4 separate regions of the Hordeum vulgare genome follow, and regions 1, 3 and 4 are each linked to region 2. A link is a contact called in public Hi-C data. All regions are on one chromosome and are shown on one strand. The core of a region is the stretch at or near the end of the contact, and the rest is flanking DNA. Distances in the headings are between cores, read along the strand shown. Region 1 holds the start of LOC123448845 (myb-related protein P-like). Region 2 holds the start of LOC123448844 (protein SHORT ROOT IN SALT MEDIUM 1-like). Region 3 has its middle 100 kb from the start of LOC123448845. Region 4 holds the start of LOC123448841.

Region 1 (3,956 bases), core at 841-3,340, 900 kb before region 2:
TCATTCAATATACTTTTATATCACATATATTTGTTAGGAGTATTGTAAAAGTTTAAATTGTTACCTATAAACTTGATCAAACTTTATAAAGTTTAATTTAGTACAAACTAATATGCAGAATAAATAAAAACAATGGCAGTATTTTCTAATTGACCCCGCAAAAAACATATTTTTTAATGAATACACATATGTTGAAAATCCCACTGATTGGACCTAGGTGGAGAGACAGAAAGGGGATTGGACCTAGGTGTTGAAAATCCCACTGGCTAGCTGCTAGCGGTAGCTATCTTGTGCGTTATATATGCGTTTCAACACGGGAAAGCATACATCACTGATCACGTCCCGTGCAGGTGTTTTTTTCTAGACAGAAAGGGAAAGAAATAGTTTTTTTTTACGTACTATAGGCAAGCAAGTTTGTGTTGGAGTTAAAGGGACTACGTGCGGGCACTGAAGACACAAATATGTAGTCAAGCATTGACAGACCATGCATCCGCCTACGTGTATCTCTCCACGCTCTACAAATTACCGAGCTTGGCTACCTTTCTTGACAGAGAGGGCCGGGCTGGCCATGCAGGACGCGCGTGTGTTGCCTAGAGGCTAGAAGGTTTCGTGCATTTATGGCGATAGAGAGGAGCGATCAGACTGCAGACGCGCCATGCCCTTCCGCCATAGGTTTGGACGCAACTAGCGACGAACACACTATAGCTAAAAAGTGACCTGACAGAAAAGACAGCATTATATTAATTATGCACAGTAGAAAAAGCACATGAAACGACGACGGACGAGAAAACGAAGTGACGCATGTGTTAATTCTCAGTCATGAGACGAGCAGTACAGCATGATTTATGTATAGTAGCGTATTAGACGTGATGCCTCAACTCTCAACACGAACTGTCGGACGTTGTAGTACAAGTTTATGTACAGTAGCATACTGGATGTGATATCTGAACTCTCGACCTAAACAGTCGGATGTCGTCTAATTTTGTGGTACACGCATACGGCCTACAGAGCTCTTTTACTAATCATATTCCATCGGAGCATTTTCACGGTTGCCAGTTTCTGACCGCAGGTGACAAAGTCATGTGCTGCCAGAAACAGTAGTCAATGCACTAGCACTATTTTTACTTACCTCTTTTGGACTGATCCATGATCCATGTGGTTGTGAGCCTGTGACTCTCATTTTTTATTTTTTTTAAAAAGGCTCGCCTGCCGATAGATGCATGCGGTATGGAACTTTTATTACTCATTAATTATGTGTATAGCGAGTTACTACCTGTTAAAATTAAAGGTAAACGAAATTAGGAGCATCCACAGACTCGTACCTGTTGCCAAGGGTGGCATGAAGTTTGACGATGAGGTCGTCCTCCTCCTTGGAGATGTTGCCCCTCCTCACCCCGTCTCTCAGGTAGTTGATCCACCGCAGCCTGCAGCTCTTGCCACACCTCAGTAGCCCTGTATACAATGGGAGCAGGAACAGATTAACATACATGCATGCATGGTAGTGATGAAATTCCTAGTTAATATGTGCTATAAGTTTCAGCTAATCAAGTATATAGTACCTGCTGCTGCAGGCAAAGAAGTAGCTAAACTAGTCATGAATGATGCTCTAGCTCGCACATGCATGGGCTTATGCCATAAGTATTTACCTGCATTCTTGGGTAGAGACCTCCATGAGCCCTCGCCGTGCTGGGCAATGTAGTTTGCGAGTATGTCGTCCTCCTCCGCCGTCCACCTTCCCCGCTTCAGCCCCACCTTCTCGCAGCACGGCGCCCTCCCCATCCCCTTGTATACGACGAGCCTCCCTATATATCTCCCAACACACGAGCAAACCGCCCGTTGTCGCCGGCCGAGGCTAGCTAGCTAGATACTATAGCAGGTCGAGCGCGGTGGGTGTAGACGTGTAGTCGATCCGCGCTCGCGTCCAAAAGGAGTTAGTGTGAGAGATCAAGGGGATGGGCGATGATCTTCCTTTGGCGGCCCTGATCTATAGCTAGGGAGGTGATCGAGCTAGCTTCGGCCACGCAGGCGGCAAGGCAAGGCGCCATAATATAGCACCGCGAGGCGTCGGCCCGGGCCGGGGAGACGGTGTTACTGGTACGTAGGATCGGGAATTAAACTTTGCCCCGAGTAGGGGCCTGAGCGGCCGTGTGGCTGGAGGCAGGGGTACGTGGGCGCCCCGGGACCTTTGGGCGTCGTGGCGCAAGGCCTCACCATCGTCCTCTTCGCGGCCTCTCCAGCGACCACGTTGTCCGCGCACATGGATCGTTATACACACCGGCCCCCGTGTACTGTGTATTTACTCGAGGATCTTCGGAAAGCGAAATACTAGTATCTGTTTACCATCAGATCAGGCTGCCCCGAGTACGTAGATATACAATTTCGTATACTAGCTACTGTATATCCCGGAACTGCATGGAGAAGATATATAAACAAGGCTTCCGATGTATATGCTTCAAGGTTCATCTCTTCCTAGCTAGCTCGTAATCTTCTCCGCCCGAGCTTCTACTTACATGCTCCCTACCCTAGATATGCTTCATCTCTTCATGTTGGTCGTCTGGTATGGTTTTCCGATCCACGAATGACTTTGTATCTCTATAAACATTACAGTATTTTTTTGGTTAATAAAGCGAGTATCACCATGCATGCATGCCAAATGGCAAAGCGATGCAGATGAAACTGGAGTACGTATTGAAAAAATGATTCCATACATTGATTCGGAAGATATCTCCTAGTGTTCACGTTTGCTGTACGAAGCATGAGATCCGGAATACATCGACCAAATCCGATGCAACACAAGACGATTCACACATCAACCAAATCTGATGCAACACAAGACGATACGCACATCGACCAAACCTGATGCAACACAACATGACGCGCACGCGCGCACCTAACACGCGTAGTACTTTTCCTCGCAAAAAGGAAAACACGGGCAGTATAACCAGTGTGTTCCCATTACGCATGCTACAAGCTAGCTGCGCTATGACGACGACTGTGATTTGTCACGCAACGTGAGCTGCGCTGTTCGTGTCTGTCCTGTGTACTCGCGGGGAAGAAAAAACGGGCCGGGCGACCTGTTCGGCCTTGGGCGAGTAATCCTGAAGATTTCCGCGTGTGCCTCGATCGACGACGCTGTGTTCCGACCGAGCCTTCCCTTTCGGTCTCTGCGGCTGTTGATCTCTAGTAGCTCGATCGAGGTGGGCAAATCGATCGATCGGGGCCGGCGCTCGGTGTCCTTCCCGGTCCAGCGTATCGATCGGTCCCTCCGTATCATGCCTCGCTGTGACGTTTGCATTAGTGCGTATAATGCCTCGAAAGTGACATGAGGTATATACCTTCGAGACGGGCCTGCACACCTAGATTCATCATGGTCGACGGAAATTCGCGTGGACACGCAGGTGCGGAGACATGCAGCTCTACATCCTCCCATGACCGTTGATGTGTGCCGTGATTCAAAAACTTGTTTGGGTTGAAATTGCCTGAAAAGAGAGGAAAATTCAGTATCCGGTGTGTACTACTTTCATTCCATAATATAACACTCCCTCCGTCCGGAAATACTTGTCCTAAAAATATATAAAATAGATGTATCTATAACTAAAATAAGTCTAGATACATCTATTTGTAGGACAAGTATTTTCGGAAAGAGGGAGTATAAGAGTGTTTTTACATTAATATAACAAACGCTCTTATATTATAGGACCGAGGGGTATATCATAATACTTCATCCAGCCATTATTCTATATCATTTTCTTCTATTTTCCGTCCTGTTCAATCTTCGATCCGTTCTTGTTGTCAATCTAGTTTCATAGACTCGTATCGTTTACCTTCTTCTTCCTTGGTGCCACTATTCCAGTTGTTAGTTGGAAGGAAAAGATTACACACAATGATGATTTAATGATCGAGGTGTTGGGCGTTGACACTAGATGTTGATATGGAAGAAAACATTATTGAGATGG
Region 2 (4,047 bases), core at 1,070-3,569:
TTCCATAGACGGAGAAATCGTCCATGAAGACCTTCACAATTTCCTCACAAAAACCATGAAAGATAGCGGACATACACCTTTGAAAAGTAGCAGGAGCATTGCATAAACCAAAAGGCATACGTCTATAAGCATAAGTACCAAAGGGACAAGTAAAAGTGGTCTTCTCTTGATCGGCAGTATTAACATGAATTTGAGCGAAGCCAGAGTACCCATCAAGATAGCAAAAGTGAGTGTTTTTGGATAACCTTTCAAGCATTTGGTCGATGAGCGGCAGCGGGTAGTGGTCCTTCCTGGTTGCCTTGTTCAGCTTCTTGTAATCAATACACATTCTATATACAATAACAATTATTTGAGGTATTAGTTCATTCTTATCGTTAGGAACCACAGTCGTACCTCCTTTATTGGGAACACAATGTACTGGACATACCCACTTACTATCAGTTATAGGGTAGATAATACGTGCGGCTAGAAGCTTGAAGATTTCGGTCCTCACAACATCCTCCATCTTCGGGTTTAACCGTCGTTGATGATCAACAACCGGTTTAGCATCAGGCTCAAGATTGATAGTATGCTGACAAATAGATGGACTAATCCCCTTAAGATCATCAAGGGTATAACCAATAGCGCCTCGGTGTTTACGAAGGACTTCCAATAATCGCTCTTCTTCATATCCTGAAAGGTTATTGATCATAACAGTATATACTTTCTTTTCATCTAAATACGCATACTTAAGCGTACTGGGAAGAGGTTTAAGATCAAACACCGGGTCTTCTTTTGGTTTCGATAAAATCCCCAAAGGCTCAACCAGAAGGTTGTGCTTCAGGATAGCAGGTTGTCTCAAGAATATGTCATCTAGCTCATTCATTTCCTCCATATGCATATCATTCTCGTGGTTTTCCATAAATTGCTGCAAAGGATCATTTGGAGGAATAGCAATAGAAGCAATCTCTTCAATAATTTTATCATTACTAAGTAGATCAATACCACGAGTTTGCTTCGAGAATTTAGAAAAGTAAAATTCATATGGCTCACCATTAAATTCAACAGATACTTTTCCTTTCCTCCAATCTATAATAGCTCCACAAGTTTTGAGAAAAGGCCTACCAAAGATAATAGGGCAAAAACTATCTTGTACTGAACCAAGTACTAGAAAGTCGATAGGATACTTTACCTTTCCACATAGAACTTCAACATCTCATACAATTCCAATAGGAGAGATAGTTTCTTTGTTTGCGAGATGAATAGTAACATCAACTTCTTCAATTTCACATGGTAGAATCTCATTCATAATCTCTTGATAAAGTGAAAAAAGGAATAGCACTAGCACTGAATCCCAAATCACATAGCCCATAACAATTATGATCTCCTATTTTAATAGATAAAACTGGAGTACCTGAAATTGGGTCTTTATTCTTGGCTGCAATAAGGTTAGTGGAAACAACACAAAAATTTATATTGGAATCCTCAACAATACAACATAAGCAAGGCAATAAAATGCCTATATATTGTACAAATTCAAAGGCATCTCATAAATCATCAAGTTCAGCCGTAAAGCAACCCACAACATTGAAGGGGGGAATTTAATTTACGCCATGTCTAACATCTCTTGATAACTACAACATCGCTCTGCTTTGAAGGCGTCTTGACAAACTTTGTAGAAGAAGCGACTTGGCTGGATGGGAGTCTTACTTGTATCAACCGGTGTGGAACTGTTCCAGATGATAATATGATTGTCTATATTCTTGTTATCCGCCTTGATGAACGCTAGAATCATCTAAGCTTCCTCGTGTGCATACCAATCGTTGCTACTAAACTATTTCATTAGGAACCTGGTTGAACTTGATGGGATGTCAAAGAAGCCATCCTAATGGTTTTATTCAAAAAAGGCCATCCTAAGGGACAATACCTCCTCCATATCCATAGATAAAAACCATTAGCATTTCTATTTGAGCCTCTATCAACATTGCCAACCTTCTCAACTAGAGAGAGCGACCGGGTGGCTTGACGACGTGATCCACGATGAGACATTCGACATATATAATGTTGTCAGTATAGTAATCAAACGACATGGAAAAAAGCTGATTGTTCTTCACAAATGAGTTCTGCAAGAATTTTCTGCGATCACTTCCAAGGGAGACCCATATTGATAAGTACTAATATTTTTAGGCTGTCCATATGAATCAGTAGGCTGCAAGGCCGTTGTTATACTCGGATGGGCCAAGTCTCGTTCCATGTCCAGCCCAAACTATCATCGGGCACTCAACGCGGCCCAACAGAATTCCTGCTAGGATATCTTTGGCAGTTACGCTGCGCTTGCACATCCTTCGTTCAGACCGATGTACAACTAGCCTGAACCCCAGTTTCCCAACCCCTTCTCTTCGTCCTCCACCGCCGCCGATCCCGCCGTTCACCACGGCGCCGCTGCCGACGTTGTCTTCTGCTGAGCCCAATCTCTTTCGAAGACTATCTCAGCATCCCAACGCATAGCCTCCTCGTCCACGCTCCACAGGTAAGCCCTAGAAGTCCATGGGTTTCACCTTTTCTGTATTTGTCAGCAACTAAATCGCCTGGTCCGTCCCGGTCATGCCCGCGTGCGTGGTTGTCCTGGATTGATTACTGATGAATTTTCCGCCGCATATGTAATTGATAGGATATATTTTTCCCTGCAGAAGCTTGTGTGCAGCTGCGCCGGCCGTCTGTGTTGGCTTGCTTCCGCGCGGTGTTTCGGTCGGGTCTTGTGATCCACAGGATCTGAGGCGGTCACATCTGCAATGTTTCCGAAGAAAGGGCCCAATCCCTACGGCCAGCCGCCGCAGTATGGTGCGCAGCAACCGTACGGCAAAATTGTAAGCCGCTCTGGAAAACTCATCTGATGCTTTGATCGGCAAACCCTATCTAATGTTGCAAGGTTCTGATATATGCGTGCAAACACTTGCGCCATTTTGGTTGGGTTTTGGCAGCCTGGTAGCGGTGGGTATGCGGCATCTACTGCTGCAGCTGGTGGCACTGATGGCCGTCAGTTTGGCGGCAATGCGGCACAGGGTGCTGTCGGGCAGTATGGAGGGCCTTACGCTGCGGTTTATGGCGCACAGAAGGTTAATTTGTGCTCCTTTTCAATTTGAATTCCGGATGCAATTAATTTTGTTTCCTAATGTTGCTTACTGCTCATTGATGTTACACATGTAATTGAATTGTGTGCGTTGTCGTTTGTCAGTTTCTGTTGTACTCGTGTATGCCAAAGGCATCTCCTTGAGTGAAGGCAAATAAGCAAGGTTATTAGATATCAATCCAATTGTATCTGAATATGATCCAGTACATGCTTTATAGGGAATTAATGGGTCCACATGCACATCTGTGATTAGCAAATCCTAGGTTGACCAATGTTAAAGCTAGTGCCCGGCATTATTGGTCTATAACTAAAACAAATGGGAGTATTTGAAGAATCAGCTTGTTTCTGAACCCGAAAAGATCCATTTATATTCCTTCTCTACTCTTTGCTTTATCTTTTATGCACAGAAATAATCCATGCATAATAAAAACAAATTATGTATTTCAAAGTCTACCATGCCTGCTTTGGAAATGGAAACAAGGTCTAAACATTTGCTTTCTATTAGAGTTAGTAGAGAATTTGCTGTACAATCCAGAAATTTAAAACAGCTCTATGGGATGATCTGAGCAATATAAAGATTGATTGTATACTTCCTCCAGTCCTGTAAAAGCTTTCCTTTTGAACAAGGTAAACTTTGGAAATTTTTGACTCCTAAGATCTGCCTACATAAGCTGTCGATCTTCCTCAGTCTGAAAGATAAGTCCCGTCATCACCTTTTTTATTTATTTAATGGAAGGTGTATAGTTTATATAAGTTATAAAGCAACAGCTCTTGCACAGTATCCCTTTGCCACCTTCCCTAATGTTCTAGCACTGAACTTGCATCATTTTACAGCTACATTTTCATGCCTTTTGGGAGAGCACAAGCTTTACCTGAAGGACTTAAGGGCCTTAAGCTATCCCAAACTGGTAACTTCGGTCCCTTATGGATCACTGAGC
Region 3 (4,578 bases), core at 383-2,882, 800 kb before region 2:
CTTTATGTACACGACAAAATTAGATGTTGTTAAATGTGGGAAGAAATGAAGCATAAATAAACTACACTATCTAGGCATTTTAAATGAGGCCAGAAACAATATATAGCATTTCCGAAATGATCTCATATGTCAATTTTGAAACCGGTCCACATATCAACTAGAAACATTTTATATTTATTAAACAACTAAATAAAACGAAACATGTGATTCTACACGTCATTCTAGTCAATTTACATATATATAGATCACGTAAAACGGAGCTACGGTTTAAAAGATATGATCATCACAAGATAATATGACATGGATGTAAAATCTATGCAAATGACAGCCACAAATATATAAATTATGGATACAACAAGTTATTAAGAAACTACATGAAATTCCAGGCAAGTTTAAATGAGGCCAGAACAACGAATAACAATTCCGGAAAGTCCCATATGCAAATTAAGGTTCCGGTACTATTCTGCCTATTACACAATTTTATAGTTATTAAACAAAAAAATAAATGCTACCACGTCATTCTACATATTTTTCTAGTCAAGTTACATATATGGAACATTTTAATCGGAGCAATGATTAATTAGTTATGAATTAAACCGTTTTGACATGAAATTAAAGCAAATTACATGAAAACAGGTAGTTAAGTATTGTTAGCATGGTTAAAAGTAGAATATTGTGAAACTACACAAAATTCTAAACATTTTTATGTACAAAGTTTTTAAATCCGACGCACGGTTATTTTGCTACGGATTAAAAAATTTAATATGACATCATGCAAAACAAAGCAAACAACTCGTTTAAATATTTTTAACATGTGTGAAAGTTGCAAATTATTAATCTACACAAAAACTAAGCATCTTACATATATAAAGTTTTTACATGCGACCCACGGTTAATTAGTTATTGGCATTTTAAAATGATGCATTTTTTTAATTAAAATTGGTCATAATATATTAGGAGCTCATAATATTAAATTGGAAAAATCGTTCTATAGGAAAAACGTTAACTAGGACGAATCTATTAGGCTCATAATATTAAATACTGCCCACGGGGATCTGATAGCGGGGATGGGTCTGCTCACCTAGTGAGCTCTGGCCCAAGTCGGTGGAGAGGCTGATGCCGACTAGAGGTGCGGTGGGGAGCTCGGCCTCGAGGCCGATTCCGCGAGCTGGGCCAGCAACGGCGAGGCTGGACGAGGTGGCGGCCCTGCAGCGGTTGCTGCGGGCACGTTGTCCTCCTCGTGCGCCCGCACAAGGAGGGTTACAGGGGCGGCGACTGCACAGCGGTTGCCGGCAATGGCGGGGGCAACCAAGGGCGGCAAGGTCGGGGATCGAAGGATCTAGTCGTGGAGGTCCCGGCTCCAAACTTGGCGGTGGCTCTGATCGCCGGCGTTGGCAGATCGGATTGGGGAGACCGAGATGGGAGGCGTGCATGGCGGACACAGGGAGGAGCAACGACACGCGCGGCTGATCGCGGCTCGGACGGGGGCGCGCCGCGGTGGTCGGCTGAGGCGGCAAGGGGCGCGGCGGCACGCTCAGGTGGCCGGCCGGGCGGTGCTCCAGCAAGGGCCGTGGGAAAGAGAGGCAACACTGGCTGGAGGCAGGTGCTTGGGGCACTGGGGTCGCCCGGACATGTCCACGTCGGCCACGGACATGTCCGACGGGGCTGGAGGACGAATATGGACCCTCTAATTTCAGATCTGAGGGCTGAAATTGGAGAGGGAGTGGGGATCTTGGGATTGGAGGGATGTGGGGCTAGAAGTAAGGGTGTTTTAGGGGACGGCTGCAAATTTGGCTAGGGGAATCCTAGTTGAGTGAGAATCTCTCTTCACAAGGTGGATTTATATAGGGAATGGTTTATGTTGGAATGGACCTCGTCCGTCCGATCGCGATCCGACGACCATGAATGGAGGAACGGGCTAGGTGGGTCTAGTGGGTTGTGTAGATGGGCTAGGTGGGGATGAGAGAGAAGGTTGTGGCCCATGAAAGAGTTTTTATAAACCGAAAACGTCCAACAATTTGACGACTATAGTGTCGCTATACATTTAATGGTTCTCGTATCAAATTGACTCCTATTGCAACGAATTTGGTAGGCAGCCTACCTACATTAAAAGAAGACCACCTGGAAACTTTCAACCCAATCCGAAAAAAAATTATACACACTTTTAAAAAACAAAATATTATTGGTGCCACGGGCGCGCGTATGTGGTTGGTCTCAAATGGTCAACGACAAAAACGGAGAGGACCATCAACTAATAACGGATGCAAGTTTTGAAAAATGACGGTAATGGAATGACAGCGCTATGCGCATGATGCGAATGATGCGATGAAGACCGCGACAACCAAATAAATCACAAGGCAACAATGGAACGAAAGGGAATCTTCCAGAGCGTCGGTTCGGGCTGTTACATCAACATTGGCACTACATTTGCCTAATAATTAATAAAATTTCATAGGGATCCATCGACCTCCGTGGATAATTAATCAACCCCCGGGCCAGTGCTCCTCATGAGTGTTGGTCCAACCCAGAGCAGCTTATTAACGCTACCCGGGGCAACTCGGTGTTTTTGCATGGTAACAATCGCTCATTTGTTGTGACGTGAGAACGAGAAACGTTGATCCTCTGGGGATCGTCGGCACATCGGGCGACCTTGCTCGATCACCCCCTCTTATCCTTATACTCGTAAGTTAGACACTCAAGTAAATGCTTAGTTGCTTGTTGCAGCCTGACCAGTTAACCATACCTCACCCATTAAGCTTTGCTGGTCTTGATACCTTTGGAAATGAGATTGCTGAGTCCCTATGGCTCACAGATTAGTACAACAACAGTTGTAGGTATAGGTAAAGTGATACTTGACGTGAGCGCGATGATTGTTCTATTTGGAGTTTCTTCTTCTTCATGATCATCAATCTAGGATGGGTTCCAGGGCGGCAGCCTGGGATAGCAAGGATGGACGTTGTTTTATTCGTTTGATTTCATCTGTTGTCGTACCCTGCTCTTCTCGATGGTGATTGAATATATTGCTCTATTGAGATGTTCATGATTAGCTTGTGGTGAGTGTAAGCCAATTCCATATATTCATCTCTTTTTTACATGTACTTGTAATGATATCCATTCTTGCGGAACGACGAGAAGCGCTTCTATCCTGGCCGAGACCCTCATGCCAAAAAATAAGGATAGGATTGCATCTTCGGCGTTAGAGTACGCCATTTCTCTTCCTTCTCGCGCAGGACAAAGTCGGCGCCCTCCTGACGGCATCGCTGTCTCTACATCATGGTGACCTACAACAAAGGAGAGGATAGAAGGTGAAGGTGAGGTGAGGTGGGGTGGCAAAATCAAGGTAAGGAAGGAGGGAAGTACCTACCCAACCACGCAGGTGTCGAATGTGATACCCTCTAGCCTCATCGTCACTGGAAGTGGCAGATCCTAGCGAACATTAGGGACAATGCTTGATAACGTAGCTCGCCATGGGGCAGGATGGAGGGCTTGAGCCCCGAATCTGGTCAGAGGTGAGGAAGGAGCGGACCATGGGGAGCTTGGGGGCGTCATGCACGCCAACGAAGCTCACTAGAATGCATCGACATGGGTGGTATTAGCGGTGAGGGAGAGGGGTTCACGGGAGTGAGGGATTCGCGGGAGAGAGATGTGTGGTTCCGTACATGTGGTGGGTGGCTCATTTCCTTTTTCATTTTCCCTTCTCCTTTTCTTTAGATATATAGATGGATGTGAACCATGTCATCAATCCATGGCACTATTTACGTGTGGCGGGTGATGTCCGAGGCCCGCCATTAGTGGTTGAGTTACCACTGGCAGGCATGTACTCCCGACCGTCACTGATATTTTTGGGCAAATTTACTCCAGGACCAAAAATACCAATGGTTGGTATGTGTTGCTGCCCGCCATAGGTAACTCAAGTACGAGTGACGGCTGTTGTTTTGTGCCCGTCACCGATAAGAATTCTCCCGTGAAACATTTGGACACGTGTTACGAGTGACATGCGCAAACTCGCGCCCACCACTACTAAGCTAATAGCAATGATGGGATGGTTTTTCCGCCCACCACTCGTAAATTTGAAAATTGCTATCTTATGAGTCAACATGCATTAAAATGATTATGATGTGGTATGGTACTATGGTATTTTCCCTCTGAGTAACTCGAGGAGCTTGACTTGGCAGATTCAAAACGAATGCAACCTTCATGATATTTAAATTCAGAGTGTTCATATCCTACTCATGCTAATGTCCAATGCTAATTATTCGCAACGCAAGATTATGACCGTTTTCGCTCTTTAGTTGACCGCTTCTCAATCTATTGCTAGCCTTCACCTGTACTAAGCGGAAATACTGCTTGTGCAACAAAATTCCTAAACCCAAGTTGTTCCACATGAGTCCACCATACCTACCTATATGCGACATTACCCTGCCGTTCCAAGTAAATTTGCATGTGCCACCTCTAAACATTCAAATAAACATCCATTTTGTGTGCTTGTACCACTCAGGGAGCGATGGGGCGGTCGGTATCTTCCATGCTAAACAGGTTATTCTCAAGATGGGCATTTATTCGCGTGTCATTGCACGA
Region 4 (4,373 bases), core at 342-2,841, 980 kb after region 2:
TCCGATCGATCCAGACCAGAGGGCTCGTTTCGTTGCCGCCGTCGTGTCGACTTCTTGGCGTCGTGGTGATTGGTGAACTGTTGATATGGGAAGGAAGGTACCACACCACAGGTGTTTGTTCGTTCGTAGTACTACTCCTGCGTAGCTGGCCGATGCAGCTGCAGAGATGACGCAGGCCAGGTGAGAGATTCTTGCTTGGGCAGGGCCAGTGTGGCGGTCAGTGAAAGTGTGACAGCAGCGGCGTGCGCGGACAAGCGGCAGCCCGTCAGCCATCATGGACGCATACACGCATCATCTTTGTTCCCTTCACAGCCTTTTTGATCGGTCAATAGATTCTCGAATCGCACGCATGATTGATCCTTCATTAGTTCCTTCTTGGTACTGAAGTACGTTGTTAGCAAATGCTGGTGCGCGCGGTGTCAGTAGGAGCAATCTGCAATGGTTGCACGTAACCTATAGCGGTGCGTACTTGAAGTAACAAATGGTGCAGAATCTTTAATAGATTAGGACATTGCAGGTTTGCGAAGTAGGTGTCGAGGATAAGAGCGTCTTCATCAAGGACCGAGTTAGGTAATGCTCTCTAGGAACTTCCTCTGAATGGTTAAAACCGCAGTCTTGCGGGTTAAAACCGCTTCTAGTAGCACTCAAGTTCCAAATTAAGAAGCACCCAAATACCAACTTTTAGCATCAGAAAACTGACAAAGTTAGCCATTTTGTTTAGTGGCTAGCAGAGCACTACAACCAATCAAACAGGCTCCTAAGAATTCCTCTTCTATGCCCGCTGATTCTTATGCTACACGCGATCGACACGCTTGAACAGAGATAACTGACGGGCTTGCTCTGCATATTTATGTCAGAGTAGGGTGGACAGGGACAGGGCACAGGATTATGCTCACCGAGAACAGCTTCCTAACCTAAGCAAGCCCTGTTTTCCAAGTTGGGTTGGTTAAGACTCCCAAGCTTTCTCCGTTATGCATCAATGGCGTTCATGTACAGCGAATATCTGAACGTATTACTCACTCCACCGATCTCTCTACCAAGTTACTAACTACAAGCCTCCCATAATTCACAAGGCTTGACCAAGGAAACCATTGCAATCGGAGACTACCGAAAGAAGAAGTTACAAATTGTAATCATCGACCGATCATGCATGACTGTTTTTTGCCGGCAAGCGATTCACACAGGCTATGGTATGGGAACTCACCTCTTCATCCATGGAAACCGATGATGTCTTGGCTTCACCGCAGCCTGCCATCTCCTCCGTCGCCGCTCTGCAAGAAACACACACACCCATTTGAAGATTCAGTGCTTTGCTACGGCCGAATAAACGGCAAGATGGCGAGAAGCTTTGGCGTGAAGATCGTTAGGAAAAATGTCCTGAAATAAAATCGGCAGGCGTGTTGGGTAGTTGAGAGGGGAGGAAAAACCTTGTGTAGCCTGTGTGGGTGGGAAGAAGACGAGGAGGAGGGGGAGGCAAGGAGAGAGAAGTCAAGTGTGAGCCAGAGAGGGGTGAGACGATATATATAGAGGTCGCACGCGTGAGAACCATAAAGACCTGGTGCACAACAGACATCACATACATGCCTACCGCATGTCGCTAAGGGCGCGTTTGGTTGGTTCCATCGTTTCACTTTGCATATTTAACCTACTAGAGCCTGGTTGAATATATGCAGACAAAAAATCATCATTTGCACGATTGATTGATTGACCACATATACTTTTCCTGTATCATAGCGATGCCTCTTTGCTCTATGTTTAGTTGCTCGTATTGTATGTCGTCACACGAGTGCATGTTGTTTGATTTCATACGAGCATACCGTTGTGCTTACCTTGTATCCCATTTGATGAGCTTACCCACTACGACAACAACTTACACACGATCACACTGAGCACACTAGCATCAAAACACTATAATGGTGATGAACTCGACGAAAATGATGAAGTTCTTCAGCCCAAACAGACGATCCATATTGGCAACCTCAACCTTGCTGCATCCCTCCTTCTAGCACATACTTGGAGTAAGCATCTTTTGCCTCCTGTCTAGTTTTAAACCCTCTGTGGCTTTTGGTTGTTGTACCTTGAAACTTGTTTGTCGCAACCTTTCCATGAACTATAAGCCCCTAGAACCCTCCCTTCGAATACGATATACCACTTGTCCTAGCAGTGCAAATGAGCAATATTTTGAAGCAACAAGCAATGAAGTACTCTAGAATCAAGCAATGAAGCAACAAACACATAAGCAATGGAGCACTCTTGGGAGCAAGCAATGAAGCAACAAGCACATAAGCAATGGAGCATAAGAGCATTAGTAAGCATGCATGATCATACCACATACCAAGTTCAACCTACCACTACGTCGGTGTCATCCTACCACCGCATTCAAAAGAGGGTGTAATCCCACCATCGCAAGGTGGTGATCACCGTACGGATCACTGTGAGGGGTCAGTATATACCATCTCATCAAAAATATATAGACCATGAGATTGTTCCAAATACCTGACCACACAAAATAGACGTCGTCATCGTCATCGTGGAGGATCATGCACGTCGTCGCCACCAGCAGAAACGACACTAGTAGTAGTGCTTACCCACTCATGTCCTCAGTCAACACCCCGTGAGCCTCTCCCATGGCAACAAACCCAACACACTCGGCTTTGTTGTCAAGCAGGTGGTTGAGAGCCACCATGAGAGCCTCTGGGCTAAAGCCGATCTGGTCCATCACGGTGCCGTAGATCTCAAGGTGGATGTTGACCATCTTGCTCTCCATGATGGTGATGACCACTTCCTTCACAGCGTGAGTCATGCTTCTGAAGACGGTTAGCTCCTCCTCCATGAAGCATGCCTGCTTCCTCTTCCTATAAAGCATAGGAACGTGCTGACCTTCCTTCTCAGGAGCAGCAATGTTGATGGTGTATGACTCCTGGGTGTCTGGATACTCGGGCATCGGGGGCATCAGCGGCATCGACGAGCCCAACAGCTGACCAGAGCCCATGGCATGCTTGTCGGTGGCAAGCACAAAGGAGAAGACCTGTTGCACCTGGTGGTAATTCTGAATAGGTGTGTTGAGGATCTCTCCGTCCTTGGGGTGATCCTAAGAAAGAAACATGGTAGAGTGGTGGTTAGTTAGTATGTAAATGGTTCATAGGAGATGATTAGTTAGAATGGCATGGTTTGTGAGCTAACCGCTATGCGGCCTTGGTAGTGCTTTGCCTCCAACATGATCGTGCAGGTCTCCTCATCCCATGAAGCACCACTCAGGTCTCTCAACTTTGAGGAGATGGTCCACCCCGTTCCCCACTTGCTCAGGTAGTTGTAGACCTGGATTGAGGTGACCTCGTGTCCACAAAACTCGAAGTTTTGCTTTGCCACAGAGTTCATATGCACCTCTTTGAACCCCTTGTCAGTCCTTACTCCACTAGATATGATCTCACACATCTTGTTATCCACAAAAGTGGAGACGAACGACTTCCATTTCATGCTGCACACCCTGCCATCCTTGTTCTCCTTTGCGTCTGCCTTTCGAGCAGCCACATGAGACACAACATTGGGCTGATCCAGCACAAATGGAGGAACCGTAGGCGGCACCTCGAAAACTTCTGAATCAAGAGGGATCTGTTTGATGTTAGCCTAGGAGTCCTCGACGTAGAACGCTGGGAACGGGCTCTTGGACGACACGATGGTCACACTATACTTCTACGTGCTCATGTCCTACAACACAACACACATCGACAATATGAACTAGCTGTAAACATGGACATGACACTATAGATGGACAGTATGAACTAGCTGTAAACATGGACATCACACTACACATCAACAATATGAACTAGCTATAAAATATGAACACATGGATGATCTAGTTCAGGACAACACTAATCATGGACACTTTGGATCATCTTGTTCAACACTTGCACATTACCATACCATACATGCAAGCACACTACTAATTCATCCATAAACATCCAAGCATACTACCAATACATCCATAAACATCCAAGCATACTACCAATCCATCCATGAACATCCCCTAGCATGCTTCAAATCCATCCCAACTAGCTACTGCAACATCACAGTCAAACAGATCGGACGACCTAACCCCACCCATTCGCCAGATCTAGCTAGAACTAGTAGAGGGGAGGGGTTGTAAAACTTACACACGCCATCAGAGGAGCCGTAGTGGAGGTGCGACACAAAGGACAAGAGGAGGAGTGGATCTGTCGTTGTAGCCAACCGGTCACCGGAGTAGTTGCGCCGCTTACCTCATCGTCGAGGTGGATTTGGGCCTGAGTGAAAGCTCAAGAGGGGTGGAAATGGTGGCAGGAGTTTTGGCGCGTCGGTCACCCTCGCTATATAGGGCGATCACGAATCGACGG

Evidence for each region. Hi-C and Micro-C count contacts between places; a contact is called where the count stands out from the background.
Region 1: a contact with region 2 is called in a Hi-C map of leaf, with 10 times the contacts expected there. The contact joins the promoter of LOC123448845 here to the promoter of LOC123448844 in region 2. A contact is called at or near these places in 4 of 6 Hi-C or Micro-C datasets (leaf and seedling) and 1 of 1 datasets of contacts at active chromatin or transcription factors (embryo).
Region 3: a Hi-C map of leaf shows a contact between it and region 2, with 4 times the contacts expected there. The contact joins the enhancer-like site here to the promoter of LOC123448844 in region 2. A contact is called at or near these places in 2 of 6 Hi-C or Micro-C datasets (both in leaf) and 1 of 1 datasets of contacts at active chromatin or transcription factors (embryo).
Region 4: a Hi-C map of leaf shows a contact between it and region 2, with 4 times the contacts expected there. The contact joins the promoter of LOC123448841 here to the promoter of LOC123448844 in region 2. A contact is called at or near these places in 4 of 6 Hi-C or Micro-C datasets (leaf and seedling).

Annotation. Positions count from the first base shown.
Region 1 is chr4H:434,646,733-434,650,688 of MorexV3_pseudomolecules_assembly, reverse strand. LOC123448845 (myb-related protein P-like) reads right to left here and starts at 2,090. Exons shown (of 3, transcript XM_045125868.1): 1 at 1,647-2,090; 2 at 1,323-1,452. The coding sequence starts at 1,779.
Region 2 is chr4H:433,746,657-433,750,703 of MorexV3_pseudomolecules_assembly, reverse strand. LOC123448844 (protein SHORT ROOT IN SALT MEDIUM 1-like) reads left to right here and starts at 2,319. Exons shown (of 22, transcript XM_045125867.1): 1 at 2,319-2,509; 2 at 2,670-2,846; 3 at 2,961-3,095. The coding sequence starts at 2,772.
Region 3 is chr4H:434,543,660-434,548,237 of MorexV3_pseudomolecules_assembly, reverse strand. No RefSeq gene overlaps it. Among protein-coding and RNA genes, the nearest start is that of LOC123448845, 100 kb to the left of the region's middle. Within about 2 kb of position 1,632, at least 3 of the 3 cell types and tissues checked have open chromatin away from gene starts, as enhancers often do. A contact at or near this core is called in leaf, where this site is marked.
Region 4 is chr4H:432,760,896-432,765,268 of MorexV3_pseudomolecules_assembly, reverse strand. It overlaps LOC123448841, which reads right to left and starts at 1,591. Exons shown (of 7, transcript XM_045125864.1): 1 at 1,428-1,591; 2 at 1,205-1,271. The coding sequence starts at 1,582.